Linked DNA regions of Triticum aestivum: region 1 is linked to region 2. The links are chromatin contacts, called in public Hi-C maps. All regions are on one chromosome and are shown on one strand. The core of a region is the stretch at or near the end of the contact, and the rest is flanking DNA. Distances in the headings are between cores, read along the strand shown.

What was found. A called contact is a pair of places that touch in the nucleus more often than the background predicts.
Region 1: a Hi-C map of leaf shows a contact between it and region 2, with 5 times the contacts expected there. The contact joins the promoter of LOC123070788 here to the promoter of LOC123070787 in region 2. A contact is called at or near these places in 1 of 5 Hi-C or Micro-C datasets (leaf) and 1 of 1 datasets of contacts at active chromatin or transcription factors (leaf).

What each region holds. Positions count from the first base shown.
Region 1 is chr3B:541,085,417-541,090,460 of IWGSC CS RefSeq v2.1, reverse strand. LOC123070788 (ras-related protein Rab7) reads left to right here and starts at 2,189. Exons shown (of 7, transcript XM_044494125.1): 1 at 2,189-2,480; 2 at 2,578-2,604; 3 at 2,728-2,827; 4 at 4,058-4,204; 5 at 4,283-4,363; 6 at 4,444-4,589; 7 at 4,911-5,044. The coding sequence starts at 2,428. The coding sequence ends at 4,977.
Region 2 is chr3B:540,894,241-540,900,025 of IWGSC CS RefSeq v2.1, reverse strand. It overlaps LOC123070787 (coiled-coil domain-containing protein 25), which reads left to right and starts at 3,851. Exons shown (of 6, transcript XM_044494124.1): 1 at 3,851-4,155; 2 at 4,957-5,084; 3 at 5,554-5,657. The coding sequence starts at 4,043.

The sequences.
Region 1 (5,044 bases), core at 940-3,439, 190 kb before region 2:
TCCGTTGAACTTCCAGGTCAATGGGCGCCACTACAACAAGGGATACTACCTAGCAGATGGCATCTATCTGAGATGGCCCACATTTGTGAAGACTATCTCAAACACTATGCTAGGAGGCAAGAACTCATACTTGCAGTGTTAGGAGGCTTGCAGGAAGGATGTCGAGCGAGCATTTGGTGTGCTCCAATCTCGATTTGCTGTTGTCCGGTACCCCGCTCTGACTTGGTCGAAAGATCAAATGTGGGGAGTCATGACTTGTTGTGTCATATGGCACAACATGATCATTGAGAGCGAGCAGGAAGAGCCAGTGTTCGACACTGAACCATATTACAGGCATGGTCCTCTTGCCCAAGTTGATCACCAGCTACCGGCATCATGTGCTGCCTTCCTCAATATTTGTCAGGAGATCCGAGACCCACATGTGCATCAAGAACTGCAACACGATCTGGTGGAGCACCTATGGAGGCTCAAGCGTAAGCCTAGTTTGATGTGTGATGAATTGTGAGTTTTAATTTGTGTTTAAATTATGAGTTTGCTTCGTTGAACTATTTGATTTGTATTGATTTCTGTGATGAACTATGTGATAAAAATTAGTTTATGTTGAATTTTGTGCCGAAGAACACCGAATTTGGGCCAATTTACGCCGAACTTGGGCCGATATCACCGACTGGGGGGCGAATTTTGGAGGGTCGGCTGGGAACCCGAGCCCCCACACTGAAATTACCACTGTTTGGCCCCCAAACGGTGATATTTCGACTCCCTGACTAGAGAGCATCTCAAACACGGAACGAGATCCTCTAACATCATGAAGGGATGTCAGGGAAGCTACAGTACCCTGACATCCCTTCTTCACATCCATATGATTAAGCCTAAAATGATTTGAATTAATTTGCAAATTACAAATCTATTGTATACATTTACAAAAATTACATACAAACAAAATTATGGTGCAATAAAATTAATTTTACATTTTTTTATGAACAGTAACTGCGCACAGTCTCTTTGCTACAGTGTCTGTGATATTCTTTCTTCATTTTGCACTGACATTGCACTGTAACTTCGTGACATCCTTTTATGATGTTAGAGGATCCGTAACCCTCAAACACTAGTACGTCCCTCCGAGCTCTAGTGACTCGTAACGAGCTTCAGGCTCTAGAGGAAGGGCAGGCTACCGGAGCTTCAGTAGACAAACAACGGATGTGGAATGACCTTTGGAAGCTGAATGTTTTGCCCAAGGTGCGAGTTTTCTTCTGGCGAGTGCTGCGAGGTATACTACCAGATGAATGCATTCTCATGCACCGGCATATTCGTCAACAAAATCTTTGCAAGATTTGTTTGGCTGCACAGGAGAACCTAGTACATGCACTCTTGGAGTGCTCACATGCTAGGCAGTTTTGGGAAGAGGCGCAACAACTGTTCGACTTCAAGCTGCCAAGGCTCCATCCTGTGACATGGGCCGAAGACATCATTTGCGATGATCGTCTTACTTCCAGGGACCGAGCAGTGGCCATTTCGGTCATGTGGTCCATTTGGCACTCGAGGAACAGATTGACTCATGGCGAGGATCAGCTCGATCCGGCGAGTTCAGTACGACGCACCTGGGAGGCGCTATCTCTTCTTGAGGTACCCCGACAACTTGCGTTGGTTATGCCTGGGCATGGGTGGCGACCCCCCGACCCAGGTTTTGTCACCATCAACACTGACGCGGCAATTAAAAGAGAAGATGCCAAAGGAGGAGCAGGGGGCGTAGCCCGGTCCTCTAACTCATTTCTAGGAGCATGGAGCAAACCATACCCTGGAGTTATGGATCCCTTCATCCCAGAGGCGATGGCAGTGCGCGACGGAGCTATCTACGCAAGCTTGAGGGGTTTTACACACGTCATAGTGGAGATGGACTGCTCGGAGGTCGCCAACCTCTGGACCACTCGCCATGACTCTCGTTCAGTCGTGGCTCCTATCCTGTTAGAAATTGGGGAGCTCTCTAGTAGTTTCACTTTTTTTGATATTCGGCATATTGTAAGATCGACCAACGGTCCTGCTCATATTTGTGCTAAGCAAGCTTGCATAATAGACGTGACAGAAAGCTGGATCGATAACACTCCTAGTTTCCTAATCAGTAGCCTTTTGGCAGACTGCTCGGCCAATGCCTTTAAGCAATAAAGCTCTCACTACTTCCCCAAAAAAAAAACACTAGTACGTCCCGGAAAGCTTCCAGTCAAACGGGAGCAGATGCTACGCGTCCCATCCCTGTGGTCTGTCCTGTTGCCAAACGCACCCTTGTTCCCCGCCTGCGACGGCAAGGCAGCAAACGCGATTACGCAAGCTTAGGTTTCGTCTCTCCCTCCTCTGTCCCCTCCCCACCTCGTGCCCCACCCTACCTCCGGCGCGCGACGAGCGCGAGCAAGAGCCCTTGGTAGATAGATCCCGATGGCCTCGCGACGCCGCACGCTCCTCAAGGTCATCATCCTCGGCGACAGCGGGTTGGTGGATTCGGATCTCCCGTCCTCCTTTTAGGCGTTTGCCTTTTCCAGTCTTCACTCTGCTGACTGACTTTTCTGCTGATTCACCGCGATCCAGGGTCGGGAAGACGTCCTTGATGAACCAGTATCCTGCAATTTGAGTCGCCGTGACTGATCGCTTCGGATTACTTGTCCCCCCTTTTTGTCGAGGTCGTGTAGTGTTGGATTTTGTTTTGTTTGTGTTTTCCTGAGCTTTGATGCAATTCAGATATGTGAACAAGAAGTTCAGTAACCAGTACAAGGCCACCATCGGCGCGGATTTCCTCACGAAGGAGGTGCAATACGAGGACAGGCTCTTCACTCTGCAGGTACTGTACCTTCTTTTAGCAATTATGTGGTCCTGTAACGACGCTTGGAGCAAGTCATTCTTTTTGGACAACGTACTCTTGCAATTGCATCGAGTATCTTTATCTTTGATTTATGAATCTCTAGATGCATTTTGTTCATTCACCTTTTGTTATGCTGGAGTGCTTATTCACTTATTATGGGTAAGGTGTGCTGGAGTGTTGTATTCCTGGAAAAGACACGGCACACTTTGGTCATTTTCTATAGTGTTTCAGAAGATCATTCAGCTTTTTCCACGTAGCATGTCTTGTAATATTTTTACTTTGAAGAAGTGCCCCACTTTACTCTTATCTGGGGTAAATTGATATCAAAATATGTTGCTGAAGTGTAATCATTGCACTCATAGAAATCCAGGGGGGAGGGGGGGGGGGATTGTGATTTTGCAGCCATGAATAGAAAATGTATTTGCTAATGCAGAATCGCCTATGATGCTTAAAAAAGAGTCAGTACAGTGAAAGATTGCCTAATACTGCAAATTATCCATCCAAGTGTCAAGTCGGTACTCTAATTTTGGTTCTTACCATCGGAATCATAAAGCATTTTCTGTAACTGGCATTACGTTAGTTACCAGTAAACATAGTTTGCATAGACAATCTTTAACTATATAAGCATGTAGTATTACCATAGACCCTCTTCCCTTTTCCTCTTAACACTGTACATTTGACTTGTTGGGAGCTGGGGTGTCTCTGCTTTATCACAGAAGGAAGAGCTACAAAATGGAAAATCAAATATGCAACCAATAATGTCAGTTTCCGGTTGTTTGATTCAGAAAATTCTTCAACGCCTAGTATCAGCATAGTGACCCATATGCCAGTTTCCATCACAAAAGAAATATGCAACCCAGTGACCCATATGCCCATAGTTTCCATCACAAAAAAAGGTGCAGTATGGATAATTAAATATGTGACCCATATGCCAATTTTCATTTTTATGAATAAGAAGATAATGCAGTGTCCATTCTGTTAGAAGTTCACAACAGTAAGATCTGATGGACATGGAATTATCATTGGCAACGTGTAGCCCTTCTTTCTCTCATTCAAATACATGTGTCGCTTTTCTTAAAGTTGGTAGTTGTTGAAACTCTAATTAAGTACATTTATATGGTTCTTAATAATTATATGATTTTTAGTTTGGATATGCTTACCTCTTCTGCTGCTTTAAAAATGATGATAATTTACATTCTCTCTCTGTAGATATGGGATACTGCTGGACAGGAAAGGTTTCAGAGTCTTGGTGTTGCATTCTACCGTGGAGCAGACTGTTGCGTTCTAGTTTATGATGTCAATTCAATGAAATCATTTGATAATCTGAACAACTGGCGCGAAGAATTTCTGATCCAGGTGAAGCTTTTTTGTTGCTTATAAATAGCAACACAGTATGATTGGATTTCTGTCTCACCTACAAATCCAACTTTTCAGGCTAGTCCGTCTGATCCTGATAACTTCCCTTTTGTTCTGCTGGGAAACAAAGTTGATATTGATGGTGGCAACAGCCGCGTGGTAACTAGCATGACTAATTTTCTTCTCAAAATTATTTTCAAGCCATGCTCTGCTAACGGACTTGTCTACTACCATCTTAGGTCTCTGAGAAGAAGGCAAAGGCTTGGTGCGCCTCAAAAGGCAACATCCCATACTTTGAGACATCTGCGAAAGAAGGAACAAATGTAGAAGACGCTTTTCAGTGCATTGTAAAGGATGCTCTGAAGAATGAACCAGAAGAAGAATTGTAAGCGTGTTCTCTTGCTTGTTCAGTACTTGAGTATCTGTTTCAGTACTAGAGGATTTGGATTTACTATTGTTTAAACATATACGCATTGATCCAATCATATGTTCTTATTTTTTAATTGCTAGCTTACCCATGTCAGCCCTTTTTGCTTCACCATCTTTGGACCATTGTTTTCATGACATGTACTCTAGCTAGGATGTGAGGGATTGTTTTGTTTCATGAAGGGTGGCTGAAAGCTTCAAGTTGTGTTTTATTTCGTTAGCATGCTATCATGTTTATTGCAAAAAATTTGCAACTGACAGCCTTAAACTTGTCATGTAGGTACATTCCTGACACTGTCGATGTGGTGGGTGGCAACCGCACCCAAAGATCATCAGGCTGCTGTTAAGCCATGGCCGTAGCAACCATTGAATATGCAGTCTTTCGTGCCTGTATAATATCATGTTATTCTGTAT
Region 2 (5,785 bases), core at 2,602-5,101:
TACCAAAGCATTTTTAATAAAGGTAATTTTCTCAGGGTCACCCGGTCCCCTGGCATTCCAGAACAAACCAGCCATCAGAAAAGTTTCGTGCCTTTTATATTACTATCTTTACTTCTGCTTCTAAACTTTCCAACTACTACCCCCTTATGAAATTCTCTACTATCTTTCCTCCTCTGTAAAACAGTGCCTAATCCAGCAATGTTTCTAATCATATTATCCAGTTCCTCATTGTCTTGCTCTTTACCTTCATCGTCAGTAAGCAAATCCTCTATTTCTTCAATACTAAAACCTTCTGCAATATTATTATTAATAACAATACTTTCCTTATGTTTGTTAACACTAGCATTATAAACAGAAAGTCTAGAAGCTTCTAAGTCTTTCAAATGTTGGACATTATTTACTATCTCTACATCATCTTCTCCTAATTTAAACCCCAGACCAGCAGCTATCTGCACTAACTTTCCATGGGCAGTATCCAAAATATTAGGTAGACTAGAACTAGAAAATTCAGTTTCTACAGAAGAAGATTGAGTTTTCATACCTGGGGCAGTCTCCAGGTTTCTGACTTTCACCCTTCCTACAGCTTTATCCATTGTATGCATATCGCCAATATCTCTCTGAGTCCTCCTTCTTTCCTCATCTACCACCCCATCTCTGCTTTTGTTCAGATCTTTGAGCTTTTCCCCTAGGACTTGCCTATTTACCTGTCTTGCATCCGTCACAATGCCCACTTTACTAGCGACTTTTTCAGGTTGGGAATCCAGAACTTCCTCTGAATAGTTGCCATATTCCTTCAACACTCTATCTTGTATGACTTGTGTACTCTCCACCATGTCTTCTCCATAGTCTATCTGTTCTTGAACATAATCATCATTCCTGAAATCCATTCTCTCAGCATCTGTGGCGAATTCTCGGTTAATCTCCTCCAGGCCTTTTGACTGTGCTACAATTTCTTCTTCCTCTTGCTTTTTTCCTCTCCAACATTTCCTGTCTGATTTTCTCTTCCCTTGCTAGTTCAGTCTTTTGCATCTCCAATCTATCATGCATTAGCTCATCTTCATTCCCACCAGACCCCTGCCCAACTTCACGTGTATCGTTCCTATACTTTTTTGCTCCCCTACTGTAATGTCTATCGATCTGGTTCTCATCGTCTTCTTCTGCAATAAGCACACCATCCACGTTCTACAATCTCCTCCACCTCAAAAAAGATGTAATATATGTATGGGTCTACAGTTAGTTCCACCACCTCAGGTATTTTGCTTGGGTCTTTCACTCCAACTTTCGCCCTGACAATATCAGTATCTCTGTAAGCTTGCATATCCACATCCTGGACAGTTCCCAGGAACGAGGCAATTTCCTCAAAACCATCTTTGTGTAACAAAGTATCAGGGATACCAAAAATCCTCACCCAAACTGAAGACAGCTTGAATCTAGCAGCAGAGGCAGAATTCCATTTGCTTACTTTCACAGTCACTTTTGTACCTTTCAGGCCAAACTTAGGGTATTCTATCATCTCTTGCAATCTAGCAGCTGAAGGAAATTTGGCAAGATAAGTATTATCACCGTACTCCTTGATTTTCCACTCCCCTCCCCAAGGAAACTGAGCTCCAAAGGCAACAACGAGCGCACTGCAGTTTATGCTCCCTTTCAGAATCTGCACCAATCCTACATTCTGAGCACTTTTATCAAACTTTCTCTTCTTCCCTGTTTGGGAAATCATCATTTGCAAACCATCCGCTCCACAACCAGCCATGTTTAGAACAGGGTGTGGTCTATTCAGCATTACACATCTTTCAGACAAATGATTGAATCCACAATTGATGCAGGTTAATTGTGCTTTACAGTCTCTAACCAGATGATCGGTCCCTCCACATCTAAAGCATTCCTGTCCCTTTGATTCAGCTTGTTCAGTGGGTTTGGCGTCGCTTTTTCCTGCCCGAGTACTCCCATCCGAGCCAACGCTGCTAGTTTTCTGATCTGCTTCTTTCTGCGCCAACTTTCCAGCATTCCTATCTCCCTCAAACGATCCCATATTCTGCGGCATCACTTCTCTATGTCCATTCCCTTTCTTCCTAAATTTTTCCTGCTCTGTTCTAGTACCACTCCACTGCTGCGAGCTGGGCATGAACATACCTTGGGGAGGCGGCGCCCTCGGGAACTGATACGGCACAAACTGCGGGTACGTGTTGAAGCCTGAAGATCCACCAGGGAAGCCTGACGGAGGCGCACCATTCCCCGGCGGTGGTGCGGATCCTGGCGGCGGCGCATGTGGGGCGTAGTTGGTCGGCGGGCCAAATTGGCCGCCCCGCTTCTCGCCCCATGCCCGGTCACGCCCCCTCCAGTTGGATCGCCCTTCACCGAAGCCATCCCGGCGCTCACGCCAGTCCCCTCTCCCCCCGCTCGCCATCTGTTGTGCTTCAGTGCTTGCCGCCGCTCTCTCCCGACCTGTTGCATCTTTCGGGATGCTTCCCCTAACCCTAGGCAGCCACAACCCTTGAAGTATCGACTGTATCGAGCCCAGTGGCTTGGGTTTGGCTTCCCTCGAGGCCCAGTGGGAAGAAATAGCACTAGGCCCAGTAGCTTTCGAAAAAAACTCGTCCCCCGCTTCACCTGTGACGTCATCAATGGCGGAATCTCGCTGCAGAAATCCCTGCAAAATAAAACCCGCAAGTGTTGGCGGATTAGGAATTGATGGTTCTCTGTAGCGCGCCCCTGACCTGAATGGTTGTGGACGCGGCCGTGGTGACGAGATCACCGCCCCTGGCGCCCATTGCTTGACCCGATGGCGCCATCTCACCCCCGTGATCGGAACCGGCGGCACAAAAGGCAGTCTCACCCTCACCGGAGCGCCGCGCCTCTTCTCCAGAATCGCCACCTCACCCTTCCTCAATTCCCCCTCTTCCTCATCCGATTCCTCACTCTGTCCCTCCCAAAACCTCCCCGCCATAGGAAATCCCCTCCGCGGTCCCCGCGTAGTCGATCCCTCATCGGCGTCGATCGGCAGCGGATCTCGCGCAGGGACCTCGGTGGCCGGGGAGACGAGGGCCTCTCCGCCGGTGGCGCTCGGTTGCACGCATATATGAATGAATAAATCCCGGAGAGAGGTGTTCAAACAAAAAACCTCGGAGAGAGGAGTCGCAAAAAAAAATCCAGAAAGAACAAGAATAACGTGGGCGGAGGCAGGCACACACTCCATTGGATCTGCCTCGGTTGGAAGTCCGGTCCTTGCTTCCATCCTCCACCCTGAAAAATCTTTCGGCCACATCCACGTATCCGACGAGCACCCCATCCCCGCTGGCCATACCGCGCCCGGTCCCCGGTACGCCGACGCACGGAACGAACCAACATGGGAGCGTTGAGAAGAAAAGCGGCCCGTTTCTTGGTTCGGCCGGAATCGATCGAAACAGACGTCGTTCTCGCAAAAGATACGGCGCTTTTAAGACGCCACCAATAGGCAGTTGCGTTGAGACCATTTCTTAAGTGGGGAGTTCCGGTAGGAGGAGTATATCCACCGCGACTGCTGCCAGGTCAGGCACAGATCAGAGGTAGATTCATGGCAAAGAAAATGAAAGAAATCAGCGAGGGATTTGATAGATTACCACTTTGCGAAGTCGCCCCCTGAGCCTGACTCATTGGTTAAGGAAAAAGAGATTTACCAGTTATGTATTATGTTAACTAAAGAGGGGCAGAGTGGGAGGAGCAAAAGCTGCGAGGATAAGGCCCCGCTCCCCGGTCGCATTTGTTTAATCAAATCCATCGTGTCTCCACGTGGCGACCCAACCCAACCGCCTTGGAGTAGAGAAGACCTTCAAGATTTTAGCCCCGGCCGTCGCCTTTTTATACCCGCCCATGCCGCTTCATTGCCTGGTTCGTCGCTCTGCCGTCTCCCTCCCTCCCTTCGCCCCCGCCTGCGTCTCTTCTGCCTCTTCTTTCTCGGCCCCTACCTCTTCTTAACTTGCGGTAAACTGCACATGATCGCCCGGATATACAGTAGGTGAGCTGAACTGCCAAAAAAGAGAGATAAAGGAGATCAGTACTGGCAATGGTGTTCTACTTCAAGGCGCGGCCGGACGCCGGCGATTACACCATCTACATGGGCGCCGACAAGAACGAGAACGAGGAGCTCATCAAGTACGGCCTCCCCGAGGACGTCTGGTACGAGCATTTGCCCAACTCTGCCTAGCTTCGCCTCTCTCTCCCTCCCACCCTCCCTCTCTCCGGTAGAATATAAACTCTTGTTAGGTTTGGGATATCGATCGATGGATATACTCATGGGAGTTCCTCCGTATATAAATATGTACGTGGAGTATAATAGTTAATCATCAATAGTATAGTAGTACGTTTAAACTCATGTGCGGTGAGCCAGTGAAATTCCGGAGATAGAGATCAGAGACAACGGCCGGCCTGCCGGCCAGAATGAGAGAACTCAGAGCAGGAGGAGCACAGGGAGCGCACGGATTGACGCGTGACGAGGCCATGACGAGGCTGCTAGGGACACTCCAACGCCCTCGAAGGAGTACTAAACTGTAGACTTACGGAACACGACTAGCTGCTCGATGCATGCCATCTGCATCGCCCCCGTGCTAGCTACGGCCAAAACACCCTGTATATATCTATCGTCTAGCAGGGACGAGGCTCCTCTGACGTACTGCAGGGTGCAGTTGGGCCACTGACAGGTGGGCCCGAAAGCAAGTTGGCCCACCTGTCAGTGACCCAACTGCACCCTGCAGTACGTCAGGGAAGTCGAGTCCGTCTAGCAGACCTCGCCCTCGGCTCGCGCTCCTAGCTGCAAACTACTGTACTTATTTTACTGGTTTATATTACTGAAAAATAAGCAAACCCTCGACCTTAGTGGATATCGTGCTGTAGTACAACCTAGTAGCTCGTTTATTAAGCAAAGCAACGATGATTGTACGAAATAATTAATCATTTGGCGCACCACCATCTGCACTGCAGGTTCCATGTGGACAAGGTGTCGTCGGCGCACGTCTACCTGAGGCTCAAAAAAGGCGATTCCATAGACACCATCAGCGACGGCCTGCTGGAGGATTGTGCGCAGCTCGTAAAAGCGCATTCCATTCAAGGTATGCACGGAAGAAACTCATTGTTTATGCTACTACTGAATATTGTGTTACCAATAAGCAAAGATTTTCTTATATTCAAGCAAGGTTTTCTTACTACGGAATAGTACCAAAAGGCCCCCTCGGAAATACGCTGCCCCACAAAACATTGATACATGCTCAACTATGTTTGGCATCTGAGCACGGACCCAAGAAATTAGCTCGTGGTGCGACTGTGACCGGCCGTGTCTAGTGCAAAGCTGCAGCATGCACATTGCTATCTCTTTCTGTGCCCATTACAGCAACTTTTTCTGGTGTATTATTGCCGGCCTCTCTATGCATGCCATGCATGGGCCCCTTTGCATTATCTGCCTTGGATCGATAACTGGCCTATACTGTATGTGCGAGTGATTGTGATCGTCAGAACGTGACAAGTTGGGCCGATAATGGATGCTGGCTGCATCATTCATGCATGCATGTGTTTATCGTGCAGGAAACAAGATGAACAATGTCGAGGTGGTCTACACGCCATGGTCCAATCTCAAGAAGGCGACATCCATGGATGTCGGCCAAGTTGGCTTCCACAACCATCGGATGGTAATCAATTAACCACTTCTACTCGTTTGCTAGTAGTACTACTAACGCCTCCATTTGGCAGTTATTTAACAAATTTAAGAAAAACTAGATGACACCCCGCGCGTTGCTGCGGAATTTTGTTGATCTGA